Linked DNA regions of Sus scrofa: region 1 is linked to region 2. A link is a contact called in public Hi-C data. All regions are on one chromosome and are shown on one strand. Each heading gives the region's core, a stretch centred on a gene start, on an enhancer-like site or on the middle of the called end of the contact. The rest is flanking DNA. Distances are from core to core; before and after follow the strand shown. Region 1 overlaps MTHFD1L (monofunctional C1-tetrahydrofolate synthase, mitochondrial). Region 2 overlaps AKAP12 (A-kinase anchor protein 12).

Evidence for each region. A called contact is a pair of places that touch in the nucleus more often than the background predicts.
Region 1: a contact with region 2 is called in a Hi-C map of omental adipose tissue, with 2.0 times the contacts expected there. The contact joins two enhancer-like sites. A contact is called at or near these places in 1 of 5 promoter capture datasets (liver), 21 of 47 Hi-C or Micro-C datasets (alveolar macrophages, brain, embryonic fibroblasts and 14 more) and 1 of 2 datasets of contacts at active chromatin or transcription factors (skeletal muscle).

The regions. Positions count from the first base shown.
Region 1 is chr1:15,203,172-15,206,623 of Sscrofa11.1, forward strand. The region is part of intron 25 of MTHFD1L (monofunctional C1-tetrahydrofolate synthase, mitochondrial); the gene reads right to left. Among named protein-coding and RNA genes, the nearest start is that of MTHFD1L, 130 kb to the right of the region's middle. Within about 2 kb of position 1,255, at least 2 of the 83 cell types and tissues checked have an H3K27ac peak or open chromatin away from gene starts, as enhancers often do. A contact at or near this core is called in omental adipose tissue, where this site is marked.
Region 2 is chr1:14,927,810-14,931,730 of Sscrofa11.1, forward strand. All of the region lies in intron 2 of AKAP12 (A-kinase anchor protein 12), which reads right to left. Among named protein-coding and RNA genes, the nearest start is that of ZBTB2, 71 kb to the left of the region's middle. Within about 2 kb of position 2,247, at least 41 of the 83 cell types and tissues checked have an H3K27ac peak or open chromatin away from gene starts, as enhancers often do. A contact at or near this core is called in omental adipose tissue, where this site is marked.

The DNA.
Region 1 (3,452 bases), core at 5-2,504, 270 kb after region 2:
AAAGTTCAAAATGAAGCTGCTGGACACTCTGGAGAACACTATGGGGGTTCCTTAAAAAACTAAAAATAGAGTTGCTATATGACCCTGCAAATCTACCCCTAGGTACATATCCAGAAAAAGACCAAACTCTCAATTCGAAAAGATATATGTACCCTATGTTCACAGCAGTATTCACAGTAGCCAAGACATGGAAACAACTTAAATATCCATCAACAAAGGAATGGATAAAGAAGATGTGGTACATATATACAATGAAATATTACTCAGCCATAAAAAAGAACGAAATAATGCCTTTCGCAGCAACGTGGATGGACCTAGAGATGGGCTTACCAAGTGAAATAAGCAAGACAGAAAAAGACAAATATCATATGATATCACTTATACGTGGAATCTAAAAAGATGATACAAATGAACTTATTTACAAAACAGAAGCAAGATTCACAGACACAGAAAACAAATTTATGGCTGCCAAGGGGAAAGGTGTGGGGGAAGGATAAATCAGGAGTTTGGGATTAACAGATACATGCTGCTGTATTTAAAATAAACAACAATATCTGAATCACTCTGCTACATACCTGGAACTAAGACAACGCTGTAAATCAACTATACTTCAATTTTAAAAAATGAACCTGCTAGGACTGAAGAAAATAAAGATGTATTAAGGCATCTCATCTTACTTGAAGGTCAGCAGCCCTGAAGGGCTCTCTCTTAGAAGACCCACGAACACACGACAGTGCTCTGTCACCAGTATTCCGCTCTCTCTTAAGCACAGAACTGTTGAAGTGCTGGTTCCAACATGATTGTTTCCTTGGCAACCACACTGAATGAAAACTACATTCTTCCTTTATTTTACCAAGGCCACAGAGTAGAATTCATATAAGCCAAATGTTCTTATGTTTGATATCAATGAGAAGTCTTCCACTGTCCATAAAATAACTTAGAGAGAAGAATCAATGAATCAACTTGTAAGTTGACCAGAAATGTCTGGAAACACTGTAATTATTTCAATTTGTATTTTGTATTTTAAATATGAATTTTAAATAACCTACAAGTGCAGGAAGTAAATAGCCTTTCCTGCACTTCAAAGAAAAGTAAAACATGAAACCATCTAGCCTGTAGTGAGGGCTTCATTACAACACCCCTCCTAGTGTCATGGGAGCAGCTCCTCATTGTGACTGAAAACAAGAGACCCTTGTATCTTTGACACAAAGCACATCCTTGGCTGGAGACCAGCACCTCTGCGCGACCAAAGGTGTACGTGCCGACTGCCATGAGCCGGCTCACCGAGCAGCTATTCCTGCTGGCTCGCTGGCCCTGAGCAACAGGGCAACCCAGAAGCATCCCAGAGGAACCTCACTCCTAAGGCAGTCGGGATGCATGGAGGCGCTACGGGGATCTGGGAAAGAAAGAAAGATTCATGGCCAGAAAACCTCAACTGGTTCCTGTGAAATGAGGATAAGGAATTCACATGGGTGATCATGACAGCAACGCCAAAGGAAAGGGCTATACAGGAATAGGTGATTTTAATGATCTGGCCCAAAGGAGGGGCAAGGGGCCGATAGGGGCCAAGCACCTGCTGGGCTGAATGACGTGTGTGTATTTTATGACACACCTGTTGTCCCTCCTGGCCTAAAATTACTTAGAAAGCTCGGTGTTACAAGCCTCGTATGAATGAGCATGAGGCGCAGCTCGGGCTGTTTTCACGTGGAGGGTCATATTCCCCTCATTCATCTCCTGGGGCCGTGCTGCCCAAGGAAAATCCTCTGGTCTACGGTTAAAAGTCTCACTCAAGAGCAGAGTAAATGACTTTCAGGACAGGAAAAAGAAATCATGTTCTGAAATAAAGTGATGACTGAAAAAAACAAAAAACAAAAAACAAAAAACAAAAAAACCCAAAGCCCTAACCTCTCGGATCCTGGGGTATTTCGAAGCCTGTGCTGGATTGACTTCCTCTAATCCTAAGGTTTTCTCTTCGAAATGGCCTTGAACACACCTGTGATAATACGTGAATAACGCTGCTTGCTTTTTATCTGAGAAAATGGATACCTTCCCTACGGAGTGGTGTCGTGCCATCAGGATTTAAGGCAGAAAGGCCAGGGGATGGATGAAGTGGTGGCAGGAGGGGACTGACTAACAGGTGGTGGGACCCTGACAGTTCATTCTACATCCCTGTCTTTCTCGCTCTACTCATAACTTTAGATGAAACAACCCATTTCTAGAAACTCGCTCTAGCGACAATCCATTTTTCGTGTTTAGAAGAAAGCACTTACACGAAATTATAGGCATCCTTATGACACGCGCAAGTGTAACAGATACAGACCATTGTTCCTCTCTCATCAGGTGCTATTTCCAGCTTCAAAGAGACAAAGCTGGGGCCCGCTTTGCCAGCATCACAAAGGGCTCAAAAGCAGGCACCGAGAAAGCTGGGCTGGATCTAACAATAGGTTCAGATCTGAAGAGACCGGTCAAACACAGATGGGTGAGGCACCTGGGAGGAGGTGACATATTGCAGGCCAGGGAGAGGACGGAAGCCAGTATTGAAGAATCTAGTTTTTGCTTTTTTTTTTTTGCTTTTTGCTTTTTATTTTTAGGGCCATACCCTCGGCACATGGAAGTTCCCAGGCTAGGGGTCAAATCGGAGCTACGGCTACCAGCCACAGCCACAGCCACAGCCACATGGGTCTGAGCTGCGTCCTCGATCTACGCTACAGCTCACAGCGACGCCAGATCTTTAACCCATTGAGCAAAGCCAGGGATCGAACTCACATCTTCATGGATCCTAGTCGGCTTTGTTAACTGTGGATTCCAGGAAGGGAACTCTGAAGAATCTAGTTTTGATAGAGATCTGAGGTGTGTCTGCAGAAGGGTGTTGTTCGGAGACTATGAGAATTTGGAGCTGAATCAGGAAAACCGCGTGGGAGGAGAAGAGGCTGAGGAGGGGAGGGGCTCGAAGCAGCTCAGGATGGATGACCCGCGTTCCACCACGAGGAAGCAAGCAGACCAGGAGAGGACGCGGAGAGACACAGATTTCCAAACGAGATGCTGATTGGAAAAATTAGGAGTGGCTTCCTAGGAAACATGCCAAACATTCAAATGCACAAACGGGGGAAAGGAGAGAGCTGTAGAAGGGACTTGTGGAAACAGGCAGGCGGAGGACACGTCTGAGGACACGGAGGAAAGAGGCAGAGGAGGTCGAAGGACCTGAGAGGGAGACAGCACACGGGGACAGGGACAAGGGCACAGAGACAAAGGCATCCCTTCTCCTTAGAGTGTGGTTTGGCAAGTACTGTGAAAAACAAAAGACGTTCGGAGATGTGCACAGCTATCACTTTAAGTTTTAAAACTCTATGAATGAAAGAAAGCTATATGTACATATAGTATGAATTCACACATTTTTATAAATTCTAAATACACAGAACTATACATTAAAAATGATTAAAATGGGACATTTT
Region 2 (3,921 bases), core at 997-3,496:
CACTATTAAGTGACAGCTTTCCCCTGCTTTAAGAAAGGAAAATCCTTCCTTGAGGAGGTCTACAAAAATGTCGTCAATCCCATTCCCTGCCTATGAATTGGGAAACTGAAACACACTCCTCACATAAGGCGGTCCTGCCAAAGCAGCCAGGAGCAACTTTCCCCTCTACTATTTATTTATTCATTTGTCTGTTTAGGCCATGCTGTCGAAGGTTCAGGGCCAGGGATCGAACTCTTGCCACAGCCGTGACCTAAGCTGCAGCACGGATGACACCAGGTCCTTAGCCACTGTGCCACCAGGGAACTCCCCTCCTACATTATTTAAACAGGCAATCCCGAGGCACAAGAAACCTTGGATACTCAATTAATCTTTAACGCCAATGTTAAAAGCCTTTATTGCTTTTCAAGATTCTGACCAACTCTTTAAAGACTATTGATTATAAATCTTCCTGATCAGAATCACTTGTGGAGGGGAAAAAAATTGACCGTGGAAACTCCTTTTTCATATTTACCTCTTCCATTGCGAAATGTTTACTTGCTATTAAGTTTCTGAGTGTAAGATTTCTGAAGATAATATGAGAAAAAGAAGGTTTATGGATGTATGGCTGGATCACTCTGCTGTACAGCAGAAGTTGACTCAACACTGTACATCCAGTATACTTTAAAAAGTTAAAAAAAAAATATTTTCTGCACACTTTCTTTTCACCAGGAAAATGTACCACATTTTGCTTCATTCTTCATATCAACATTGTAATAAAAATAAAACTGAGAAAGCAATCGATCTCATTACTTAACGTTGCCTTAAACAGCCGACAGCTCTTCCAACTGTTTCTGTTCCTTTATCAGCCCATTAGGATTATAGGAACCAATTTTTTCAAGCCTCCTCAAGTATTCCACGTTTGTTAACTCTTAAATTTCTGCTTAAAAGGACCACCCTCCCTTCCCATAAGAAACATGGCATATGATGAACTCATCAAAGAGCAGATATAATAAAGATTACACTGGACACAAAAAGCGCCCAGAAATAAAGTCATGCATGGTCATAGAGGCCCCACTCCCCAGCTGTAACACCCCCAAACCACACCCCCAGGCAGCCTCAGTCAGGGTTGGGCACTTCTTTATCTCACTCCTAGAAAAATGAATGATCTGAAAAAAAAATGAAAAATTTGGGGGTTTTAATTTTTAAATTTTGCGTAGTCTCATCATAGTTTCTAGGCTCCGTGTAAATTTTCACCTCAGGCAAAAGGTAGAAAGGCCAGTCCAGGAAACTTGGGGAAGGAATTTTAAGACAATCTCAAAGTAAACAAGCTAATCTATAGGAAGTGAGAGGTATTTTTAGTTTTGCTCAACTTTCACATTCATTAAAAATTCCAGAGGCGGATGAGGCTTTGCAGAAGCGATTAGATTGAGAACAATTTTAAGTCCAAGAAATTCTATATTGCACTTTGAAGAAAACACGTGTTTATTTGGAGAACAGCAATCTCAGATATTTAGAGAAGAGTTGGTCTAATAAAAATCTAAATTAGCAAATGAAGCTTAAATTTGATGGGGGGAAAAGGCAGAGAGGAGGAGAAAGCAGGCAGGTTCCTAAGATTTCCAGCTACAGTACAATTGCATGAAAAGATCAAATGACAAGCGGGAGGAGCTGAGAACTTTCCACAAGTTTGCTATCTGTAACTTACTAGCTAGAGGTAGGTATTAAACCTTATCACTTACACTCAGCCAGATTACTAGAAAGCAAGCTGAAGACCTTACTATTCACTGCCTGACCGCTGCTGACCTTAGTTACTGATTTTACAGTAACGATGGCTTCATAAAAACTACCGCTTAACACTTGAGTCCCCTAAATCGCCAAGTGTTCCTTCGTTGAAAGTTCCTAAGAAGCAGGTCAACAGCAGAATTTACCTCTTTTTTTTTTTTTTTTTTTTTTTAATCACCACAGCAAGCGATTTAGGTCTTCACAACCTATTTTCAAATTCAGTCCAATCTAACATGTGTCTCCTGGGCCGGCGCGGCTGCTTTCCTCTGCCCGGGGCAGGGGTGCGACCCTTCACAAAATGCATTCCAGGTCTCCCCTGGGCAAAGTCAGGAAGATTCCAGCACAGGCCAAGAGAAAACCAAAGAGAGAATGCTCTTCTGAGCCAAAAGGCAGCCCCGGGGGGAGAAAGAGATGCCCCATCCGGATGTCCAGCCGCCGCCCCGCAGCCTCTCCCAGCCCAAAGCAGGTGACTCCACCTGCCGTGGAGGGAGAACACTACAGACCTGGCTCCCGCCTTACCTGTGATGGTGACGATCCCCAGCATCCTGGACCGGCACCTCCCAGGCGGGAGCGACCGGGCCTCGCCCCCTCTGGCGCTTGGCTGAAGCCCAAGGGGGTCTTGCTAACCCGCTGCGGTCTCGCCGGGATCCGAAAGAACGAACCGCCCAGCCACCCCAGGAGGATCAGCAAGAACCAGAGTTGCCTTCGCAGCAGCAGCAAGAAGCGGACGGAGGATGCCTTTCCCCAGCTAATTATAGGAGGACCCACCCATCCACCCACCCATCCGGGCTGGGGGCCGGGGGCCGGGGCCGGGGCCGGGGGCCGGGGCCGGGGCCGGGGCTGGCCCGCCCTCCCGCGCTCCGGGACTTGGCACCGCGCTCGCGCGTCATGTGTTTCGTTTTAAAGGAGGGGAGCCCTCCCTGTGGCGGGTCTCTGTTACTGGTCAGTAAGGCTCTGCAGCGAGACCCAGGGAGGGTCTTTAAAAAGTTGCTGGGATGAATAAGACCAGAGTCAGCAGCATTTTATCTAAAGCGTTACTTCATTCCTGGCACCGAGTTACTTCTATATCTCAGCTTTTACTATTACTTAAAGGAAATAAACCGCACAGATATTAAAGTCTGTCATTAAAAAAAAAAAATACTGTTCTGTATCCTCGTGTTTGTTTAAAGGCTGATGAGGTGCAAAAATGCTCTTCCCTTTTTAGCACCTATAGTATTTTCACCATCTGCTACACACACACACACACACACACACACACACACACACAACTACACTGATCTGGGGGTTGGCAAGCCTCAGCTGTCCACTTTCCTGAACTTTTTGAGAAGGGCTGTTACAAGGCGAACTTTGTGTCTTCAGCACTTGATCAAGGCAGCAGCTATTTTTTGGGGGGGGGCCCTACCTGGGCATGTGGAAGTTTCTGGGCCAGGGATCTGACCCAAGCCACAGCAGTGACAACCGCAGAGCCACAAGGGAACTCCCAAGTTAACTTTTAAACAACTCAAATACTTGAGCATAATGTCCTTTTTAAAATTTTTTTAATGGTGTAATGTTAGCTAAACTTTTTTCCCCCTTTATTTTTGGCCGCCCTGCAGCATATGGAGTTCCTGGGCCAGGGATCAGATCCCCGTGCTGCAGCTGCAGCAACACTGAATCCTTTAACCCACTGTGTGGGCTAGGGATCGAACAGCCGATCGGGTTGTGCCACAGCAGGAGCTCCAAGCTAAACTTTTAGATCACACTATGCCATGTTCCAATGTAGAGACACAACTGACTCTCTAATATGTAAGCCACACACCATGAAAATCAGTCAGAACCAAAGTTCAAAATTCAGAATTTTTCAGGCAGCTCTAAATTCTTAAACACAGGATAAGTAAGTACTAAATTGGGGGCTCTTACAATTTTGACACAGTTTCACGTATCAATTTTCTATTAGCCAAGGCCATTTAGGCCCCCTACGTTTGTTTCTTTTTTTTTCATCCTTTTCCCCTTTATCACTTCATGCCTTGCCTGTCTGACCCCATTAACCAGGCTCTCCCTATAAGTAAACAAAAGAAAGATTTTACTATTGCTTTTTTCTTTAGACCATGAAGATCTTGTTCATTATTGCTCGGGAGAAGGGAGGAAGGAGGGGAGTTTGGGGTGGACCAGGGTGGACACAGG